Linked DNA regions of Mus musculus: region 2 is linked to region 1. The links are chromatin contacts, called in public HiChIP or PLAC-seq maps. All regions are on one chromosome and are shown on one strand. Each heading gives the region's core, a stretch centred on a gene start, on an enhancer-like site or on the middle of the called end of the contact. The rest is flanking DNA. Distances are from core to core; before and after follow the strand shown.

Region 1 (3,810 bases), core at 829-3,328:
TGCAGCATGAGCAAGCGTGCATTCACATGTGGGCTATGTACCAATACCATCATACATCAACCCAGCCATGTTCAGCCTCTTCCCCTCTGCATACAGAGCACAAGTATGTTCACACACACACACACACACACACACACACACACACACACACACACACACAAGTCACCTGACATCAGCCAGTACTCCCTCCTCCATCTGCCCCAAGATCAGTTGCTCCCAACCCTAACACTACCTGCCTGGGAATGCAGCTGCCCCCCTGCTGCTAACAGGAGCACTGCCAGGGTTGCCCTACCCAGACAGCTGTGAGGCACTGTGTGGTGCCTGGCACTGCAGAGTCAGGACCAGCAATGTTGTGTAGACTGACTGCCAACAGGATGGCTCTCCAATCTGTCTAAGAAGGGTCTCAGATGCAGCCCCTCCTCTTGCTGGCTTCTCTGCTCTATCTGCATGTCCATCTCAGGGACCACCGAACACCTCTTGTGCCATGTCCAGGTGAGGGTTGGGCTGTGTCGATGGTGAGGAGGTAGGGTACTACTCTGGGGCAGGAGATGGGGGTTCACCTGGGCCTGGCTGACTCCCTCTCCCCCTCCCTAACCCACCAGCCCCCACCAGCCACAGCAGTCTCACACCTTAATTCTGTACTGTTCTCAAGCTGCTATGGAGGGAGCCTTCTGGTGGCTGAAGCCACTGGCCACTTCAGGCAGCTACTGAGAAGGATGAGAGTGGTGGGGCTGGTAGGGTTTGCTATGAGAGAAGCAGGAGTCGACAGTGAAGGCAGAAGGCCAGGCAGGCAGGAAGGTGGGTGGTTTGGACAAATCGACCTTGATGCCACCTGAAGGACTGGGAGAGCTGGGGGCTGCAGGAAAACCGTTACTGCCTAGGTCAAGGTTCCTGGTCCAACCCTAGTACTCATAGTCCAGATGCAACATCCGTGGTCCCAGCTGCATGCTATGGTCCTGTGCCTAGTCCCCTGTGGTTTTTGAATGTTCTACAGTCTTCTCCCCACCATCCAAGACCACCTTCATGGCAATGTCCCCTGTTGTAAAGGGGATTTATTAGCCACACTAGGCCAGACATACAGTGGAGCTCAGTGGTGTGTGCTATGACGTTATGGGCCCAGCCCTCCCGAGCTTTCCCAAGTCCAAGGATCTGTCTGCAGAAATGAGCACAAAAGCCAGAAACCTACAGTATTGAGAAAAGGAAGGGAAGTGAGGGCCATTCTCTGTGGAATCTACTTGTCAAGGGGGAACCCTGTAGTCCCCTGTGGAAGTGTCAGTTGGGCCACACAACAGCAGGAAAGGGAACTACTACTCATGATCATGAGCAGGGCAAGAGAGTGAGGAATGATGAATAAATGAATGAACGAATAGCAAAGGATTAGTAAATAATAAGTGAAAGATGAAGGAGTGAATGAATGAAGGAGTAACAAGTGAATGAATGAATGGAGTAATGAGTGAATGAATGAATGAATGAATGAGTAATGAGTGAATGAATGAGTAATGAGTGAATGAATGAGGGTAAGTGAATAAATGAGTGAGTGAACAAATGATGAATGAGTGTGAGAGAATGAGAGAGAGTGAATGAATGAGTGTGAATGACAGACTGAGAGAGTGAATGAATGACATTGTGTACATGAAGGTACCCTGCCCCACCCCAGGGTCCTCATCGAAAACCCCAGGTCCCTTGCACGGTGGCCCTGTACAGCAGAGGCCATGTGTGGGGGAAACAAGAACCAGCCCAGGATGCTTAGCACATTAACTCTGGGGTTGCAAGCAGCGCCTGGGTGTCTGGAGTGGCTGAGGCCGCTGCCGCCTCCTGTTTCTGAAGACACAAAGCTGCAGCTGTTCATGGGCCACAGTGAGCCCCATGCAGGGTAGCAGTCTGTGTGTGTGCGTGTGTATGTGTGTGTGAGAGAGAGAGGGGGGAGAGGGGGAGAGGAACAAGGAGGGAGGGGAAGAGGGAGGAGGAGAGAGAGAGGGAGAGGGAGAGGGAGAGGGAGAGAGAGAGAGAGAGAGAGAGAGAGAATGAGTCACTTTGCCCTCAGCCTCCTCCCCCACACTTTTTTCTGGTCCTACACCACTACACTCAGCTTCACCACCACTCTCTCCACTAGGGCTCTGAGTCTCCATAGTCCCCTCAGAGAACCGAGTCCTGGCTTGTCAGCACAATGCCCCCAGGAACCTCTGTAGTGTGAGCATCTAGAACCCCAGAACATACAGCCCTCACGCCAGCAGCCAGCAGTGACCCACAGGGACAGGATCAGAAGGTGTGTATGCATGCAGACACCGGAGTGTCTGGTCCTTAGAGCTGTTCTGGGAAATGGACTAATGACTCACCCAAAAAGTTCACTGCTCCCAGGACCCTGAAGGCAAAAACTTGTATGAGAGTTTGCCTTCCATTCCATACTAGGTCCTATAGCCCTTGAGACCACCGCAGCCCAACAGACACCTGGTTGTGGGCACCTCAAGATGAAGGGAGGCAGCTAAACCACAGCTGAGGTTCAGACCCACTCAAACTGCACGATAATAAATGGATGTTGAGTCAACCAAGTCACTCATATAGCACTGAGGTAGAGCTGGACACTGACCTTAGCCTGATAGGTAAGGTAAAAAATAGGGGATGATAAGCCCAGAACTTGGTGACAGCTCCTGAGCAGAGCTGGACCTATCACTGGAGCAAAAGGGGATGCTGTGGGAAACACTGGAGCATAAGGGCAAACATAGGATGTGTCCTCAGTGGGCCACATCAAAGACACCACTGTGAGAAGGAGGGGCTTGGGACGTGGCTCACTTAATACAGCTTTTGGTGAGCAAGCACAAGCCTCCGAATTAAACCTTCCAGCATCCATGTGAAGAAAAACAACCAAACAACCAAACAACAACAACAAAAACAGTGTGGTGGTGCAGAGACAGGAGGAAGCTCCTTAGCTCCTTAGGGCTCAATGGCCACTCAGCCTAGCTTAAATAAGTCCTGGTGAGAGAGCCTGTCTTAATTAAGGTGGATGGTTGTTATGGGATAGAGACCCTGACTGGAGTCCTAGGTCTACCAAGGGAGGTGGGCCAAGAGGGTGGGTCCAGGAACTGTGTACTGGCCACAGAGGCAGTGTGAAAGCTAGCCTGACACACCGTACGGAGCTTGCTCTGTCTGGAGTCCTGCAGCTGGTGGTCAACGGAGACCTGTTAACAGGAGAGTGGGTTTGTAATACTGGTGGGGAAACGGTGACTGGAGAGGGATCCTGCTAGGAGAAAGTTAAGCGGGAGAGGACAGGCAGGGCGGGATGCTAGAGTTTGGCCAGGGGAGATTAGAACAGAAGGTGCAGGTTTCTCCAGCCAAGTCCAACTGCGTGTGGGGGTGGGGTGATGAGAGTCAACTCAGCAAGACATGAGCTGGGCTGGGGTCAGGAAGGGGTATCAGTCAAGAGAGATTTGGGGGACTGCGGTCTAAATCTACAGTCAGATGCCACTTCATATCCACAGAGATGATGGCTGTGAGAAAATGGAAATGGCAAGTGACGGTGAACATGAACCAACCACAGGGTGGTTGCCATGATTTGCATGGCTAATCACAAGCTCCTATGGGCCCCTCTGTGGTGGGCATTTCCAGCATGGATCCCGAGATCTGGTCATTCACAAGCAGAACTGCAATGGCTCATAGCTCTAAAAGCCAGGGAGAGTCTAATTTGGGGGTGCAGGAATCTGGTCAGGGCTTTCTGTTAGCCCAGGGTAGAAAGCAGAAGGCAAGAGACAAAGGAGGAGAGACAAGGGAGAGGAGGAAGTGGGTAGAGAAGGACAGGAAAGGGGTAGAAGTCAA
Region 2 (3,810 bases), core at 626-3,125, 660 kb after region 1:
TAGCCAGAGGGAGTTGGGGCAGGGGTCAAGGCGGAGAGGAAAGAGGCAAGGGAGGAAGATGTTAGAGACTCCAGGGTCAGGAAGCAGAGTTTCCTCTCTGGGTTGGAACACAGGAAACCCAGCCCCGAGCTTCCCAAGGTGCTTCCTGGAGATAAGGGAGACTCTTTCCTCTCCTGCTCCTCTGACATCCTGCCCTAAGCCCTAGGGTACCCTAAGTTGCACCACTCAGGCACACCTTGGGAGGGGCTTGGAGGTCAGAGCCTACTGGGGCTTCACTTCCCCAAGCACGGAGGGGTCCACCCAGGCTTGAGGGTAGCAGGGAACAGACGTACAGAGGCACTGGAGACTCAGCTCTGCCGGGTAAGCGGGTTTTTTAAGGGAGGTTCTTTAGGGAGAAGGCTCTCCCTCAAGGGGTAGGGATGTGGGAGTGAGCCAGGTGGTCCATGGAGGACAATGCTGTGTGGTTGCGATTGGTCAGAGAGCCCTATATGGAGTCATGAAACATTTTGGGAAAGTGGAGGATCCGTGGGGGAGTGCAGGCTGTTCTGGGGGGGGGCAGTCTAAGCCAATCACTGTTCTGTGTGGGGTGAGGGCATTTCTGAGGTGACCCAGGTGGTCAGGGGGTGGGATCTGGGGAGGCTCTATCGTGTATAGGACCAGGGTAGTCCAGGGTTATTCCTGGGATGCGCAGGAATAGCCAGTTTTGTGGGCGATCCAGGGTTGCTCACGGAGAAGGTAGGAGAGGCTGTGGCTAAGGGGATGCTTTCTGCCACTGGCAGAGTTCCCGGCCAGGCTGCTCCACAAAAGCTGTCCAGTTTGTGCCGCCACCGATGAGTGGCTCTCTGGGGCCTTTAGGGGGTGAGGTGTAAGTCTAGGTATGCGGGAGAGTGCAGTGGAAGGCAGTAGACACTACCGAGTAGGGCAATTCATCCATTCAGGGGCTACACCTTTCTGGGCCTTGGGAGCTAGGCCCCCGTGCGTTGGGCACTTCCGAGGCAGCGCCGGGCTAAGGCTGGCACGCCACGCGGGCGGCGCCTGAGTTGGTTCACTCGCAGCGCTCCCCTCCCCGCCCACTCGTCACCCCCTCCCGCGTTGCCACGACAACGTGTGAAACTAAAATTCAGTTCCCCGCCGCAGGTGGAGACTAGTGGCGCCCCCTCCCCTAAGCCTTTCCTCGTAGGTCGCGCCCCCAGCCTGCTGTCGCTAAGGTGACGGGGAGGGGGCGACCAGCTGCAAGGTTGGGCTACCCAAGGTGCGGGAGGCCCGCAGAGTCCGGACAGACTCCCCAAACTCGGTTGTGGTGGGGGCCGAGAGGAACACCCTGGGCGCGGTTAGAAGGGTTGGTCTGGGGGGAGCTCCCGTGGACTGCAGCTCCGCCCTGCTCGCGCCTGGGGTTTGCAGCCCTCCGACTCCCACCCAGCACCGTGCTCGGGTGACCCCACCACCTCCTTGGGGTCTGGAGTGGGGTCGGCAGACTGGGGAGATTTCCACCCCGGGTCACCAATTTTCCTGCTTGTCTCTCCCTCTCAGTCGGCCTGTGGGTCCTCTTGCCCCGACGCGTTCCCCACCCAGCTCTAGAACCCTCCGTCACCCCAGTACGGTGGTCTGCGACGCTCGCCTGCAGCGGAAGCGCGGCGTGCCATCCCCCCGCTGTGTCAGCCACTCCCCCTCGACAGCCAACCCCCCCCCTCTTCGGCGCGGGCCCCCGGCCCCCGCCCTCTGCACCACACGCCCACGCCGCCCCGACCCCGCGGGGGACCCCAGTTTCCCGGCCCCGGGCTTCCCATCCCCGCCTCCGGCGCGGCCCCCTCCCCGCCTCCGCTCCGCTCCGGGCTCGGGCCCCCTCCCCCCGCCGCCCCCGCCCCCGGGGAAGGCAGGCGCCGCTCGAAGCCGGGGCCGATGCAGCTAAACCGTGCCGCCGTCGCCGCCGCCGCTGCGCCTGCGGAGCCCCCGGAGCCGCTGTCCCCCGCGCTGGCCCCGGCCCCGGCCCCCCCCGGCCCCCTCCCGCGTAGCGCGGTCGGCGGGGCTCTTGCGGGGGGTCAGGGGGGGCCAGGGCGCCGCGCGGAGTCCCCGTGCGCTCCTCTCTCCGCCGGGAACAGTCCGGGCCCGGGCGCTAGCACCGGGATGGACGGCCCCGGGGCCAGCGCCGTGGTCGTGCGCGTCGGCATCCCGGACCTGCAACAAACGGTGAGCCTTTGCGATCTCGCCGTACCCCTGTGTGGCCCGCTAGCGGTGACCCCCGCCGGGCGCGCCCTGCGCCAGGACCCCCGGCCGTGGCCACTCGCCCCTCCCCCGCCGCCTCCGCGGGACCCTCCCCATCGCCGGGGCGGGGCCCTGGAAGCCCAGCCCCGGGGCGGGGCCTCGGCCTCTGCGCGGTGGCGCGGGGTCCCTGCTCTCGCTCCCCAACTAGCCCTCCAAAGCGGGGCCCGGGGCGCGGGGCCCTGCGCCCGCAGGTCCGGGCTCACGACTCGCTCCGCTGCAGAAGTGCCTGCGTCTGGACCCAACCGCGCCCGTGTGGGCCGCCAAGCAGCGTGTGCTCTGCGCCCTCAATCATAGCCTTCAAGACGCGCTCAACTACGGGCTATTCCAGCCTCCCTCCCGGGGTCGCGCCGGCAAGTTCCTGGATGAAGAGCGGCTCTTACAGGACTACCCGCCTAACCTGGACACGCCCCTGCCCTATCTGGAGGTGCTGGGCCGACTGGGGTGGGGGTGGAATGGAGCGCTCAGGGTGTGATCTTTGAGCTCCGTGGCTGGAGCAGTAGAAGGGCAGGCCGGGAGGAGTTGGCGACAGGCGCGGTGGGGGGCTGTGTGCAGCCTGAGCAGTGTGCTGAGAGACCGAGGTGGGTACACCTCGAGTGCAGTGGGCAGGGTGAAGTGCAAGCTGCCTGTGTGGTAAGTGGTGTGTTGCAGCTTAAGCATGGAGAAACAGTGTGAGCGCCGTGTGTAGAGCGCTTGCAGCGAGCAATCTGGACAGCACACAATGAGCACATGCATGCCACACATGCACTGCACTCGGGGCGTGTGTGTGGTGCGAGCGGTTTAAGAGTGAGTGCGTTAGGGGTCATGTGGTGCGAACAGTGTCACTTGTGTGCACATTTGCCTCCTCTTGCCACTCACTCCCATGTCTTCTGAGGTTAGCCCAAAATAATATTAACACCATTTGTGACATATAAAGGTGATTTGAGTGCCATTCCATAGGGACGGAGACCTAGTCTCAATAGGAAGGGCTCGTCCTGTGTGTGTGTGTGTGTGTGTGTGTGTGTATACACCAAGGTCAAAGTTGGTCTGACCCTCATGGAATTTCCACCAGGAATTGGGTTATTTCTACTTGGAGTGGAAGTGTCTAGGAGAAGCTTAGTTTCAGATCTTGGGAGAGCAGTAGAGTTTTCCAGGTCCCAGTGGTGGAAATGAAGCTGACTTGAGCTGTGGGCCCACCAGGCCATTAGTTGGCCAAGTACTTCTCTGGACTGCCCATCGTTTCTGGGTAGTAGGTGGTCAGTAGCTGTCACTTCATTTCTGTCCACTCTGTACGTGTGTGTCTGGGACTTGCATGGCTGTGCGGGAGTGACACTGTGGGCAGGAGGGAGGCAAGCAGCCCGAGGTGGTAGCCACCTCTTGCTCACATGGGCCTGTGTGGTAGTCTTCTCCCCACCTTTTCTTTATCTGAGCAGTTCCGATACAAGCGGAGAGTTTATGCCCAGAACCTCATAGATGACAAGCAGTTTGCAAAGCTACACACAAAGGTAAGGAGGCAGTCCCTGGAGGGGACTCCCCATGGCCACTGACTGTCCCCATGCTGGCTTGACCCAG

Evidence for each region. HiChIP or PLAC-seq counts read pairs in DNA pulled down with a chosen protein or histone mark.
Region 2: a contact with region 1 is called in a FOXA1 HiChIP or PLAC-seq map of pancreatic cancer cells. The contact joins the promoter of Shank3 here to the enhancer-like site in region 1. A contact is called at or near these places in 2 of 39 promoter capture datasets (embryonic stem cells and pre-B cells), 1 of 484 Hi-C or Micro-C datasets (muscle stem cells) and 3 of 115 datasets of contacts at active chromatin or transcription factors (cardiomyocytes, embryonic hindbrain and pancreatic cancer cells).

Annotation. Positions count from the first base shown.
Region 1 is chr15:88,841,828-88,845,637 of GRCm38.p6, forward strand. No RefSeq gene overlaps it. Among named protein-coding and RNA genes, the nearest start is that of Gm23144, 8.4 kb to the left of the region's middle. Within about 2 kb of position 2,079, at least 78 of the 459 cell types and tissues checked have an H3K27ac peak or open chromatin away from gene starts, as enhancers often do. A contact at or near this core is called in muscle stem cells and pancreatic cancer cells, where this site is marked.
Region 2 is chr15:89,497,733-89,501,542 of GRCm38.p6, forward strand. It overlaps Shank3 (SH3 and multiple ankyrin repeat domains 3), which reads left to right and starts at 1,876. Exons shown (of 22, transcript NM_021423.4): 1 at 1,876-2,187; 2 at 2,483-2,686; 3 at 3,672-3,743. The coding sequence starts at 1,900.